Regions from separate parts of the Rattus norvegicus genome. Here all the other regions are linked to region 3. A link is a contact called in public Hi-C data. All regions are on one chromosome and are shown on one strand. The core of a region is the stretch at or near the end of the contact, and the rest is flanking DNA. Distances in the headings are between cores, read along the strand shown. Region 1 has its middle 100 kb from the start of Lnx1. Region 2 has its middle 110 kb from the start of Chic2. Region 3 overlaps Scfd2 (sec1 family domain containing 2).

The links. Hi-C and Micro-C count contacts between places; a contact is called where the count stands out from the background.
Region 1: a contact with region 3 is called in a Hi-C map of Schwann cells, with 13 times the contacts expected there. The contact joins two enhancer-like sites.
Region 2: a Hi-C map of Schwann cells shows a contact between it and region 3, with 6 times the contacts expected there. The contact joins two enhancer-like sites. A contact is called at or near these places in 6 of 12 Hi-C or Micro-C datasets (the A7r5 cell line, Schwann cells, frontal cortex and 3 more) and 1 of 1 datasets of contacts at active chromatin or transcription factors (oligodendrocytes).

The regions. Positions count from the first base shown.
Region 1 is chr14:33,766,777-33,771,168 of GRCr8, reverse strand. No RefSeq gene overlaps it. Among named protein-coding and RNA genes, the nearest start is that of Lnx1, 100 kb to the left of the region's middle. Within about 2 kb of position 2,323, at least 29 of the 93 cell types and tissues checked have an H3K27ac peak or open chromatin away from gene starts, as enhancers often do. A contact at or near this core is called in Schwann cells, where this site is marked.
Region 2 is chr14:33,614,544-33,619,266 of GRCr8, reverse strand. No RefSeq gene overlaps it. Among named protein-coding and RNA genes, the nearest start is that of Chic2, 110 kb to the right of the region's middle. Within about 2 kb of position 1,751, at least 41 of the 93 cell types and tissues checked have an H3K27ac peak or open chromatin away from gene starts, as enhancers often do. A contact at or near this core is called in Schwann cells, where this site is marked.
Region 3 is chr14:34,113,954-34,118,843 of GRCr8, reverse strand. All of the region lies in intron 4 of Scfd2 (sec1 family domain containing 2), which reads right to left. Among named protein-coding and RNA genes, the nearest start is that of Scfd2, 79 kb to the right of the region's middle. Within about 2 kb of position 2,498, at least 27 of the 93 cell types and tissues checked have an H3K27ac peak or open chromatin away from gene starts, as enhancers often do. A contact at or near this core is called in Schwann cells, where this site is marked.

The DNA of each region.
Region 1 (4,392 bases), core at 1,074-3,573, 350 kb after region 3:
AGAAAGAATGAAAGTCAGAAGATGAGGAAGAGTTCAGGATGTATGGCCACTGTACTCACTAGTAAACCGGTAGCCATGGTTACCTGCATCTGAGAGGACCCACCAATGGTCCAGCATTTGTGAGGGAGGGCCTCCTGAGGCCTAGCCTTTCTTGCAGAGCTCTTGGCAGTTAGGAGGCATCAGGGGAGAAGTCATTTTCCTCCTGGCAACAGGTAAGTTGTGCAAACGTTGGTAAGTAATCTCTCTCTAAGCTCATCTAAGCAATGCCAGTTAAACTCAGTAGGTCATAAGTGGGGGTTGAGGGGGAGAAAAGAAAAAAATGTCAGGAAAGTAGGAGAGGGACTGGTTAGAAGGAATCTAGAGTTCAGCAAGAGGGGGACAAGAAAGAATGTGGGAGGGTAAGTCTAGTCAAAATGTATTATATAATACGTATACATACCTATATCTGCATACAAATATATAATTGTCACACACAGACATACAAAGAGTTCATGATAAAATACAAAGTGCCTATATTATCTGGATTTTTGAAAAGCTATAGTCTCCATGCCCTTGAGTAGGCCCAAAACAAAGAAAATTGCCATATATTATATGTACAGTCACTGGCTGTATATGTCCTTCTGCCTTCATGGAGTCAAGCAAACACAGACAAAAACGTTTATGAAAACCAACTGCATCTGTCCTGAACATGTATACGCGTTTTCCTGGTCATTTTCCCTTAAGCAGTAACTACTCACAGCACTTGCATTGGTTTGTGTGCTACAAGTAATCAGGAGATCGTGTGGGTTTGATGCAAACACTGTCCGTTTCATAGAAGGTACCTGAGCATCCTAACATCCCGGTATCCACTGGGGACTGGAGTCAATCTCAGGAGGACACCAAGAAACAGTCCTGTTTACATGCTTCTCAGGTAAGGACAATTCCAGGTAGCAACGGTCAGGTGCGGATCACGATTCAGATCCGTACTTGCAGAATGCAGAACAGAATCGTTTATCTGGCATTCCCGACCTGTCTTGAAAGCTGCTCAACTAAGAGGATGTGTAGGGGGCGGGGGACACCACGGAGCAGGAGGAGGCTGACAAGGGGCCAGGAAGCAACTCTCTGGAGCGTAGTGCCTGGGGTACCATCTCCTCTAGCTTCATGGCTACTTACAGGCTATCCTGACCCTAGAAAGGGATCTGAAGAGAGGGCTACTGCGTTGAGCCTAGGAGGCAGCAAACAGCCCCGGAGAGGAGCCACAACAGCAGGGAAGCAGCGCCAAGAACAACAGGAAGCTCGAAGCCACGCCCCTGCTCGTTGAGCGAGCGCAGGCCTGGAAGCCCGGGTTATTTGCTCCAAAGAGTCTTGAGCAGATGTTACATAAACAAAATCTCCACTGACTCCAATTCTGGATCTGGCCTAAAATAGCCCCGAGGCTAGACTCTGTCATTCTTAGTGGTTCCGCATGTGTTCAAACTACTGCCCTCACTGAACCACGTTTGTAGACACACTGCAGCCTCCTCAGGGGACTGCTTCCCCTAGGACCAAAAAGCAAGGCTCCGTGGCTGCCCATGGTAGCCCAGACACAAGGCATCCCTCTAAGACCTCATGATGGCTGCTGACTAAGGGACGTGTCTCCTCTCTCCAGGAGACAGGAAGTTGGGGTAGGAATGTTTAAAGAGTTCCTCCCCCTACCTCCTTCTTCCCTCTTTCCTCCATCTTCCCTTTTTTGTCTCTCTCTCCTCTTCCTCTTCCTCCTTCCTTCTCCTCTCCTCCCCTTTCCCCACTTCTTCCTTTTCCTACTCCTTTGTGTAAGGTGGAGAAACCCGAAGCAAGCTTTCTAGGGTTACAGCGGGAGATTTCCCTGGGTTTTTATTTGCAATGATTTAAGACCGATGCCAGCACTCTTGACTGACTGTGCTTGTACAAGTTTCCCAGACCCTGTTTGGGTTTCAGCTCCTTCGTGCGACAGAAAACCAGTCTAGCGTGAACATCTGGAGGCTCGAACATCTGTGCCCCAGTAAGGGGCCACTCCAGCTATACCACTTCAGCATGGGTCCCTGGAAACTGTTAATCATCTTTTTCTCCTTGGCCACTTGCCTCTCTCTAGAATCTTACAAACAAATCTAAAAAAAAAAAAAAAAAAAAAAAAACCCAAAAACCAGTAAAGCAATATCTACGATTCAGAAATCCTGGTGCCGGATACTGACTATATGCTTAGGTACTATAGAAATCATTTGATGTGTTTCCTTTTGTTTAATCTGATAGGACTAGTCAGAATTGCTACAGCAGTGGGATGGTGGGGGTGGAACCCTGGGATGAGGCTGAGCTGGGAGTAACTGATGGCTCAGAGAACATCTGCCAGAGCTCATAGCTCCTCCTCTTGGTTTTCTTTCTACTCACAGTCCAAGCTACTCTATCTTTTGCCCTCCTAATTAAACACAGCATCCAGTGTTCATCCTAATGTGGTCTTTGAGACCCCAAATGGCCAACATGCTATTGACAACAGGAAAAAAAAAAAAAGTATGACTAATACTGGGGGAATGATGAGATTATATTTTTTTCAATACTTTGAAAGAGGTCTTTGTGTTTCTCTGGGTTAGAGCCTCCCAGATGTAGTCTTTAGCCCTGAGCCTAAGACTAAGAGGAGGGTTGAAATCATAAAGAGATAAGAAGAGGCCTGTGAGAGGCCAGCACTCGGGCTAGGGCCAGTGCCAGGCTGCAGGGAGCAGGGAGGGCTCACGTCACTTGGGAACTCTTAGCTTTCTGAAGATTTTTGTTCCGATCTCAATTGTACTTTGAGTCCCTCTGGGATGTTGGATTTAGGATGGCACACTCCTGCCCTTAGAACTGAAGCAACTTTACCATTAGACAGAGTCAAATGTCATATATGGGTGGGAGTGGGGGGACCTATGTGTTAGAACTTTTGGTGCCATAACCAGAATACCTTAGGGAAACATTGCAATGGAAGGATTCTTTTGGCTCATGGTTTCGAAGGGTTCAGTCCATGGTTACTTGGCTCTGTGTTTTATGGGCCTATGGTGAAATGGGTATCATGGTGGCAGACACCTGCAACCAGAAAGCAGCAGAAGTGAGGAGGGAGCTGGGAACTCGTCACAGCTCTCATGAGCTTGCCCATCTGACCCACTTCTTCCAGACAGGTTCTGCTTCCTAAGGTTTCTAGAACCTACCAGAATGCACGACCAGCTGAGCTCCAAGCCTTCAGTGCATGAACCTCTTTGCGGGACACTTCATGCTCAAACTCTCGCAGCCTACTTGTATGGGATTCTGTTCTTTCATTCTTTACTCATTCATATATTCCCAACAGTCCTGAGAGATCCACTGTGTGTTGATCCTAGGCTCTGGGGATGCAGAAGTGAATTTTAAAATAGTGGCTATGGTCCCTGACTTTTGGGAGCTCGAATTCTATAGTGGGAGATGAAGAGAAAGCAGCCATGATGAAGGCTGGGGCAGATGCACCTAGGAGCTTTGAAAACCCAACTGAAGTGTTGCTTTGGTCTGGGTGCTGAGTATTGGGGGCTATCTGTGTTGTGGCTGAGGGAAGGGGCATAAATGTATATACAGTGGTTTCCCAGGAGAGATTGCCGCGTTCTTTTTCTTCTCTGGAAACCCCACGAATGCAAGGCTTAAGCTACAGTACCTAATACCATGCCTGGCCTCCCCCCCTGCTCTTTACTCATGTCTCCCCCAGAGAGCAGGCATGATTTATCTGATTGGAGAGTCAGGAGTTCAGAAGGGGAAACTGGGACAGGGTGAGTCAGCTGCTTCTCTGGGGCGGGTCACTCCCTTCTGAGCCTGAGTGTAGTTTATTGAAGATGGCTGTTGCCCAGAAGGTGCTGACTGTGTAGCTGCGGGAGTGACTTCAGGCTGGGGAGGGATAGTGCAAAGCCCATTTGGTTAATATATTTAAAACTATATTTGACAGCTTAGCTGTCCTTAGTGTTTCCTGTTTTGATCTCCCTTTTGCCCGATGCTCGTGGTAAGGAGGAAAGTAACTGGACTCATTTGAATCGTAACACAGATGATGCTTAAGTGCGGTTCATAAGTGGATGGCGGGCATGCAGTCACCACACTGGCCTGACTGACAGGAGTGTGCATCCCATGTCTAAGACTGCCTCTGCCTCCCAGGTGTTGGGATTAAAAGCCTGTGCCACCACACCCAGCATCATTATGGCATTTTCAAAACAATTGGTATTTGTTTTTCTTTTTTTACTTTTTGTTTCTTCCCTCTTGTTGCCCATTGCCTGACTTCCCTTGCACCCGTCCACCCACTTCCCATAACCCCTTTCTGTTCTGTGTCTAATGCTTTCTGCTTACTTCTTTCTGCTCACTCCTTCCTCAGCACCCCCCCCCCACTGCTTGTGGTCTCTTGTTTCAGTCACTCTATCCACA
Region 2 (4,723 bases), core at 502-3,001, 500 kb after region 3:
CAGGAGGATCTCTGTTAATCTGAGGATAGTCCAGTCCACAGAGTGAGTTCTGGGTCAGCCAGAGCTACAAAGTTAAGTCTCAAAACAACAAACAAAAATGGCCCCTTAGCCCCTTAGTGGAGGGGCGTCTTCTTCCCTTGGCCTGCCCGAAACCCCATCTTTCTGAGGAAGGCACACTGACTGACTCGGCACTGCCTTTTTCTTCAGGAGCCACCGAATGTTTAAGTATTGAGCTCTATAACCAACCCTGAGGATAACAGCGTCTCTATAACTTGCTTCCTTTCGGTTTTATCATAATTTTTCAGCATAAAATCTCGTGTATGTATCGTGTGTGTGTTTGTGTGTGTGTGTGTGTGATGCCTGTGTATGTCGATGTAGTCATATGTTTGTAGTGCCCATGTAGTGTGTTTAGTGTGTATAAAAGCCATAAGGTGTCCTCAGTCACTCTCCACCTTATGTTTTGAGACAGTCTCCCAGGGAAACTGACGTTCATCACTTAGCTAGGCCTGCAAGCATCAGGGAGCCTCCTGTTTTGGCCTCCCCGACTCTCCTAGCATACATTTCACTGAATGGGCCATCTTTCCAACCCCCAGGCCTTTTCACCCAGTGCAGACCAGGATTGAGTTCTGTCCAATTACCAGATAGATCGTCAGCCTTCGGACTTCAACCCCAGGTATCCGGCTGGCTTCTCTTACAGGAATGAGCCTTCTAGGCAACCCTTTGTTGGAAATTTCCGTTATCTGCCTGGTCTGTGCACTCGGACAGAAGCCTGTGTAAATGCCCCCATCAAAAGCCCTTACTGAGAACAAACGGATCTATCTCTTGGCTTTGTTCCCTGATGTTTTCTTCTTAAATAGACTACACTCTGATAGTTTAGAGATCTGCTGGTGGTGAGAGGGTATTGGAGATCAGAAGAGCCAGTCAGCACTCCTTCTGTGACAGTGACACTCCTGCAATGTGCAGTAGCACCCCTGCAGGCTTTCCACTGGGCAGCAGACACCCAGGTCCCCAAGGACCCAGCCCTTGAGGTAGCTTTATGTCTCTGAGACTGTATCTAAGATTTCCCAAGCTACCAATCAAAGCACTCTGAAAAGCCTAAGTTCCTTGCTGGGCACAGTGGAACCAAATATCTGTCTCCAGAGCTGTCCTGGGAAGTCAAGGACTTAGAGTCACTGGAACTTGGGCTAACTAAAGCTTAGGAACAAAATTCACACATGGCTGATTCCACACGCTATTCCTACCTGGATCATTCTCTTCCTAAGTGACACAGCCCTTCCTCTGACTCTTCACCCGTGGTCCTTGCACTCCTCAAACCCTAAGAAATAGGTGAGAAGCATGATTCAAGTCAACCAAAAAAATGAAGTCATACCGATCTTTAATTTCTAGTTGTGATTCATAGTTATATTCAAATAAAAAACAAAAACAAAACAAAAAAAAAAAAAACCACCAAAAACCTGTGTAAATCAAATTGGCCTACAAGCATGTCTTTCTCTTGCTGGCCTTGCAGCAACAGATTGCCTCAACAGATCCGATCAAACACTGTAGCACTATTTGGGGGCCGCACAGAACATCCCCCACACAACATACAGATGAGCATCGTGATCAAATTATGCGGAAAGAATTCCACAAGCCACAAAGAGAAAGCCCTTCTCTTCCAAATGAGTGGTTGGAACCATAAGAGAGATCCTCGCTGTGGCTGCTGACGTGTCACTTTCTGCTGGGGTTTTATCTTGAGCTCAGCGCTCAATCCAAGCAGAGCTGGGAGACCTCAAACAATGAAGCCTCTTTTTCGGCTTCACACCCACTCTTTCCGAGCTCAGTACTGAGCAAGCGTCAGGCAAGAGTGACTGGCGCAGTGTGGCAGCCTTGGATACGTTCAGATATTTGTGACACCAGAATAAAGATGTTCCCCGTCGCGGAGGCCCTCGCAGTCACACAGAGAAACCACGGAGATGGAAAGACCAGTAAAGGCTCTCTCAGTGTTTCTAAGCTTCCTTTGCCTGCCTGGCCCGCGGAGAAGCTGCAGAGACGCAAACGGACGAAAGAGGGCAGTGTTTGCTGTGGCTTTTGTCCCACTCTTGGCTCTAGCTCAATACAAGCGAGCCAAGACAGAACTATGCCCAGCATTTCATAACACAGGAAGTGGGGAGTAGATTAGATACCGGGCGCCGCAGTCCCCACAAGGGAGCAGTGAGAGAGTCTGTAAAAATCACTCGTTTCCCTATACAAAACCTAGCTATTCCAGAGGCTTCGGTTTTGGTGGGGTTTTTTGGTCTGCTCGGCTAAATTTCTCAGAGAACTTAAGAGAATGTGTAATATTCTCAAACCATCCCAAGTTCGATGGATCCTTTAGTTGAAACCATTCGTTCTGCAGATGGGAGCCAGATTTCTCCATTTATCTTCCATTTCTCTTTGTGCTAAGATTTTATCACTCTGTGAGGAGGGAAAGGCAGGCAGATTTCCCTACAGGAGGTATTTAGAGAATGTGCAGTCATTTCAAAGTAACACACACACACACACACACACACACACACACACACACACACACACACACACACACACGAGGTCCTAGCAAGAGATCCTATCCTGAGCTCTCCATGTCATCTGTCTGTTCTCAGCTGAAATCTTCTCTGCTGACAAGGAAAAATACTCACTTCTACAGAGTAATTCCTTCCTATGAATATGTTTGAGCCCAGCTATGTGTAAGATTACTTTGGTTTGTTTGTTCATGTGTTTGTTTTGAGACAGGATCTAATCGTCACTGCAGCCCAGAATTAACCTCAAACTCCTGGGAGTCCTCCTGCCTCAGCTTCCCAAGTGCCGGGATTACAGGTGTCAGTCACTAACACCTAACTAACTCAATTAAACCTGGCGCAACATATAAATTTCTACTGTAAGACACAAAAATGCTGACAAGGACATAATGTTAGCCTTTAAGAAAGGAAGCACCAAATAAGACACAGGACTGGGTTGTAACTCATAGGTGGAACTCAAGGCCATGGGTTCAATCCCAAGCATAGCCAAGAGCTTTAAAGGAAGGGTCAGACAAAACTATTAATAGTTGTAATACAAGACAGAGCAGAGTCCACAGGGGGAAAGTATTAATTGCAAAAGTAGAGATGGTTTGCATCTGGATTAGAGGATGAAGGAAGGAAGGCACATGGAAGAGAAACTTGCGCTTGAGCTCAGAAGAACCAGTGGGCTTTAAGAAACTCACAGATGACAGATGGTGGGAAAGAGGCTCCCAGGCCTAGAAAAAGCCAGACTCCGAGAGCCAAGCATGGTAGTGCATGCCGGTAAACCCAGCACACCAGAAGCTCAGACAGGAAGGTTGAAAGTTTAGGACTAGCCTCGGCTACATGGAGGGACCCTGTCTCCATCAGGAAGTCAAGCTGTAAGAGCTTGGGCCAGTTAAGAGTCAGCTGGCAAGTGCAAGTCTGTAGCTCCTACTAAAGGGAGGGGAAGAGTCTGGAACGGCTGCTTAGACTTCTCTCCAGACACTGCAACAGAACGGCGGCCGGTGTGGTCCAAAGCCATGGGGAGGAGCGCACTGGGGTCTCTGGGGAGGGCTCAGGGGACAGGCACAAAATAAAAGTAGAGAAGGTGCAGTGACTTAACAGCCAAGTGAATGACAGGGGAGGGAATGGGGGCCCGAGGTGTCGCCAGCAAAAGGTGAAGGAAGGTTAGAGGAAGAGAGTCAGAGTTCTGGAGTTGACATGTTTGCTGACTCAGACGCTGCTATAAGTGATCAATACGGATTTAGCCAAAGCACCGGTGAGAACCAGGGCTGGAAAGGGAGGGGCGCGTTTCAGATGAAGCCTGGTGCATCTGACAAGGACCCTTCAGGAAGGTCATCTTGCTATCCCAAGCCACAGCCTCATAGTCCTCATCTAGAGGCCGGGTGGCTGGGCGGCTGGGTGGCTGGGCAGCCGGGCGACCGGGCTCTGGGCTTGGCACGGGGGGCTTGCCTGGACCTTGCCTGTTTGTCACTGGTTTGACCACTTACCCAAGAAAGCCTGATATTACAATAAGGACCGATATGAAGGTGAGCGAGTCCTGGGAGGAGAGCAAGAGGATGCTCATTTGCTGTGTACCGGGATTATTCCTGTAAGGAAAATCACCTCGTCCAAGAGCCTCATCGAAGGCCTCTGAGAGTGCTCTGAAGCTCTGTGCTCTGGATGTGGGGGCAAGAAGGTCTCGCATCTGAGGTCAGTTACAGCTGAAGAATTCAAGACCTCGTCTCAAAAACGTGGAAACACGGACTCTGAAGACATATTCAAAATGTGTTCTGGCTTTTAGATAGTCAGTCGAAACAACTTTCTGGGCAAACTTCCACTGAAAAGCAAACCATGAAAAAAAAGAGAGAGAGAAGAGAAGGAAGGAGGAAGGAAGGAAGGGAGGAAGGAGGGAGGGAGGGAGGGAGGGAGGGAGGAAGGAGGGAGGGAAGAAGGAAGGAAGGAAGGAAGGAAGGAGGGAGGGAGGGAGGAAGGAAGGAAGGAAGGAGGGAGGGAGGGAGGGAGGGAGGGAGGGAGGAAGGAAGGGGGGAGGGAGGGAGGAAGGAAGGAAGGAAGGAGGGAGGGAGGGAGGGAGGGAGGAAGGAAGGAAGGAGGGAGGGAGGGAGGAGGGAGGGAGGGAGGAAGGAAGGGGGGAGGGAGGGAGGAAGGAAGGAAGGAAGGAGGGAGGGAGGGAGGGAGGGAGGAAGGAAGGAAGGAGGGAGGGAGGG
Region 3 (4,890 bases), core at 1,249-3,748:
CACAAGTAGCCTTGCTTCCCATCCTCAGAGACCAAGAGTTCATCTTGTGTTCCGAACCTCTCATCTGTGCAGAGAGAGCTGCTGAGGAAAAAGTCCAAGGCTCTCATGAGAGCAGGCTAGACACTCATGGGTTTACGGGTAGTGCTTTAGAAGATTCCAGATGGCGTTAGAAGTGAAAGGCTCAACATGGACTGTGTGGTGGTTGAGCAGGTATGGAGCTTGGGCTCAGGAGCCAGAAGAGCTGGCCCCAGTAATCAGTGCCACTCGCAGTGGCTGAGCATATACCTGAACTCGGAACCTCAGCTTCATCATTCCAAAACTGGGGTTGCTGCACCGTAAAGACATGCATAAGACACCTCGTCTGATACAGTGTATATAAGCTGGATATATGAGGTCAATAATACGACCAACATACACTGCACAGGTGTATGAAATTCTCAAAAACAATAAGAATGTTATAATAAAAATTTCAAAGATGATACCCAGTAAACTTCTCATTAGTATTAGTGGCGTGGTACTGCTCAGAGCCTCCCTTTGAGTCCGCCTGCTCTCTGATGTTAGACCTGACCAGAATTTTCATTTCTGCTCACCGGCTGAAGTCAGAGGAGTGGCTTCTTGCCATCAAAGTCAACAACAGGCCTGGTAGACAAAGAGAACGGGAGGACCCTTCTATGGGTGTGCAGTCTATGGCATTCAACTCCACACTCTTGTGGGTCCTGGTTTCATGTTTTGTCAGTCACAACCTTTCACTGTGTTCCTTCTTATAGCAGCCCCTATTTTAAAGGTGCTTTCCAAATAACCTTATGTTTGGACTGAGCTAAAAATGGTAAAAACAGATGTGCTAGCTGTCTTCCAGGAAGGCTGGAGAGATCCTAAGGAGAGTGGATTCAGCGTCACCTGGATTGGACCCATAAAACAGTAGCTACTATTAACAAGCCCAAAAGAAAAAAGAAAATTTGATTTTTAGGGCCCTGTTGGAGATATTTAGGCAAAGGAAAGTGTATTTATGTGGAAAGTTTCAAGGCATTCCAAATGAGATAAAGCGAAATGAGAAGAACACAGACGTGCAGCTCCTGGACCTCAGCTCGCCATATGTGAAGTATCAAATAAATAGCTTTCTAATCTCAAATGCTAATCTCTCCTTTCAGCCTTCCTCATTTTATGGGACCAAATATTTCAAGCCTCATCTGGGTTCTATTACAATCTCAAAGACAACATGATATCTAGGAAAGCGTTTGTATGTAAAAATCATTTAAACTCAGGCAGTGGTGTAAGTTGATGTGGACTCCATTACCCTAGATTTCATATAATTATATTCCTTTTCCTTTAACTCCAAAAATGATCATTTTCTCCTTTGGCACAGAGTTTCCTTGGCTCTAGGTTTGATGCCAATGGAGTCTCACTGTGAAAACAGATTAGAAGTAGGAGGTCTGGTCAGTCTTCACAATGCTACATTCTAATCAGGCCGAGCCGCGGAGAGGGCCGCTGTGGGCACGCTGGCTGCTCTTCAAACAACAGCGCATGCTGTCCATTTCACTCACAATGAAAAAGCTCTTCGGGAGATTTCGATAACGGCTCCCCTCCTACTCAGAGCCCACATTTGTAATGTTTATATAAGTGGGGGTTATAAATCTTTCTCCAATAGACCCCATGGTTTCTAAGGCAGACTTCTTGTTATAAACTGCCTGTTTCCGGTTTGCCTGCCTAAGCAAGGCAGGCAAAGCCAGTTTGCCAGAGACTGGAACTAATTTAATGTGCTCCAGGTTTAAGCCCCTAGCCTGTGTGCCTTTACAGGGAGATTTTACACAGTGGATTACAGCTGACTTTAACAATGATTCATACGATAAGTGGCTTTCGATTTGTTTTTTAATGTCCGAAAGTATGCATTTGCAGAGGACATGTCATCAAAATTATTAAGGGAAAAAAAAGGAATTCAACTTTTCATCAAAATAAAAAGTGTAAATGGTATTGGTGCCAAGGGCTCCTGCACGTGAATTTGTGTTCTACTACAGAAAATAAGACAAAGTTGGTTATAGACAGTTAAGCCTGGGTGAGTTCCAAGATAGGATGATTGGTTAAATTGATACATTTTACCTCAAGGTTTGGTCCTGTTATTAAAAATACTAAAGCTACCATGAAAATGGACAAATGCCCTGTTCTATCCAGCCTCAAAGATATCCTGTGTGCTTTTTTTCAAAGATGCAACATTCCTTGAGACAAGCGCTAATTGAAACAAAAGCACATTCACAAACCTCCAGGACCATCCATCAGGGGAAAAAAACCGTGTCATCTGTTAACTCAGCAGCAGCCCCAGCTTAAGAAAGCAAACTGCAGCACAGAAGGCATGGTTATACTATTGTTTGAGTGTTTGTGCTGAGGGGCCCACACTGCTCTCCACGATACTTTTAAAATATCAAATGTAAGAAGATAGGCTCGTCCCCAAGCTGTTGGTTTCTTCCATCCCCCACTCCCGCCGCCCCCAAGTTCCTTTCAAAGGGATCGGCAACGTCGTACAGTAGGGGGCAGTGTTGCACCACCTTGCTCTCACTTGGACAGCATCAAGGCCAGACCAAAGGAAAACAGCCCATTATTCTTCATTATGCCTTAACCACCCCGGCCTAATTACCCTAATTTATTACAAAATTTCAGAGTTTTCCCTTGTAGCCTAACCTGCTTTCTCACCACCTACATACCATATTGAGATGTTTTAAATGATAGAAAAACTAATGTTTTTAATAACAAAACCAAATCTACCCAAATATCCGAGACAAGGCTGATTGCTGTTTAGCCGTTGTTGATGGAGAACTATTTGTTGAATGTCATATTTCAAAAGCATGAAGACTTTTACAATTGCAAATATCCAGATGTTCTTTATTGAAAATATAATATCACATTGGGAGATGGCTAAAAAAAAAAGAATGAATATTTTATCTTGGTCTAAAATGAAATGCAGAGTTGGTTTATAAAACACAAGTCAATGCGACCCATGCTAATTACATAATATTTAAAATATGGAATAAGAAAATATTTACAAGTACAAAAATGTCTTCATATCTTCCAGAAATAACCTTTGTCTTTCCATCTGCCTGGATGGCTCTCACTGGCCTGCTGGGAACTAACGCCCACACTGCACGCTGGCTTCCCGCTCGCTTCCCGGCGCTTACACTGCTTTGGAGCTGTGAGTGGGTGCGAGGAGAGGCTAAGCCTTTCCTGGGTCCCAAATAAAACGTGTCCATATATCATAGCAATTTTATCTACATACACAGTGGTGATCCAAGTACATTTCAAGGTTAATAAAATAATAATTCATTATTTGACTTAAAAAGAGAGAAAGAGCAGGAGCTAGAAAGGCGGCTCAGCCGTTGAGAGAACTCACTGCTCTCACAGAGGACCCAAGTTCCTCCCTCTGCATCTGCATCAGCCATCTCAAAACCACCTGCACCTCTAGTGTCGGGTGGGGCCGCGCCCTCTTCTGCGCTTTGCAGGCAACTGCGAGCATGTAGAACATAAACTCATGCAGACTATACACAGACAGACAGAGAAGGTTTAAACAAATAAAATAGAATCAAGACTCCCAGTCTTTGCGATTCTTTATCTTTGTCTTCAATTTCAACTTGTTTTTTTTCCACTTGTGTTAAGAAATGTTAAATTTAAAAAAACTTTTACAATTTCACAATTCCACTGGAAAACATTAAAATCATGCCTTTAGAGACATACAAATTAATGGTTTAAAATGTACAAAGGGACTGTAAGAATACAAAATATTTTTTGAAATTCCGTAAGCCAGCAAAAGTCCATAGAATCATATTTAAATGCAATAGATTTTAAGCTTTGGTACTTTGTTACGTTGTGGTTCATTACGCAGCTCATTTCTTTGTTTTATGCTCTCCAGGCGTGTGCGTGTGTGTGTGTGTGTGTACGTGTACGTGCATACACAGTGTGTGCTTAGTGCTTCTATGAGACCCTCCTCCATGTGTGCTGTACCTTTCACCAAAGCTTTTGCAGTGGGGAGGGGCTCGTTTTCAAGACTTAACAGAAACACTGCCCCTATAATTACAACAAAATTTCCTTCAAATTGAGCTAAACATTTGAGCTGCCAGATGGGACATAATTCTTCATAATTATTGCAAAAAGAGGGCCTGTGACAGTTGCAACAGAGTAATTGGCTAATGGGAGAGCAGCAGGTATGCATTTTCCCAAAACATCTGTTTGAAACTCTGGGCCATTTGGAGAGTACCTAGAAAGTCCCATCTTCTAATTAGTTTCTCGCCAACCCGAACCTCACTGGCACGGCTGTTGGAGTAGGTGAGGGTCAGGTTCTCCTGTAGTCAGGCTGATGAAAGCACCCCACCCTCTAAAAGCATGGGCTGATTTCATCTCGCAGTATGGGCTCTGAGATGGAAAAGGAGAGAGCATTTTCTCCTAAGAAGAGCGCGCTTTCTTCATTATTTCAGCCATTCCCTGTCAAAAGCATCGCTGCATACTACAGTGCTCACTTCTCGTCTCTCTTCCTTTATACTTATGATGACAAATGAAGAGATGACGAGAAACAATAAGGAATGAACTTGGCGTCGTGGGATACAATAACAAATATATTTTGGTTTTGTCCCTGATTCCTAACGAAGAGCGCCTAGAACACCTTAGGACTCCATGCAATAGATTGTCTTCGGGGGCAAGAGCGATGGCTTCGTGATAAACATCACTTGCTTCCTTGCCTTGCAGAGGACCCTGCAGTTCCAAGCCCCCACATGGCAGCCAACAACCATCTGTAACCCTAGCTACAGATCTGATGCCCTCTTCTGACCTTCACGGGTACCAGGCACACAAATGTCATGTATACATACATACAAGCAAAACATTGATACACAAAATGAATAAGTGTTAAATGTT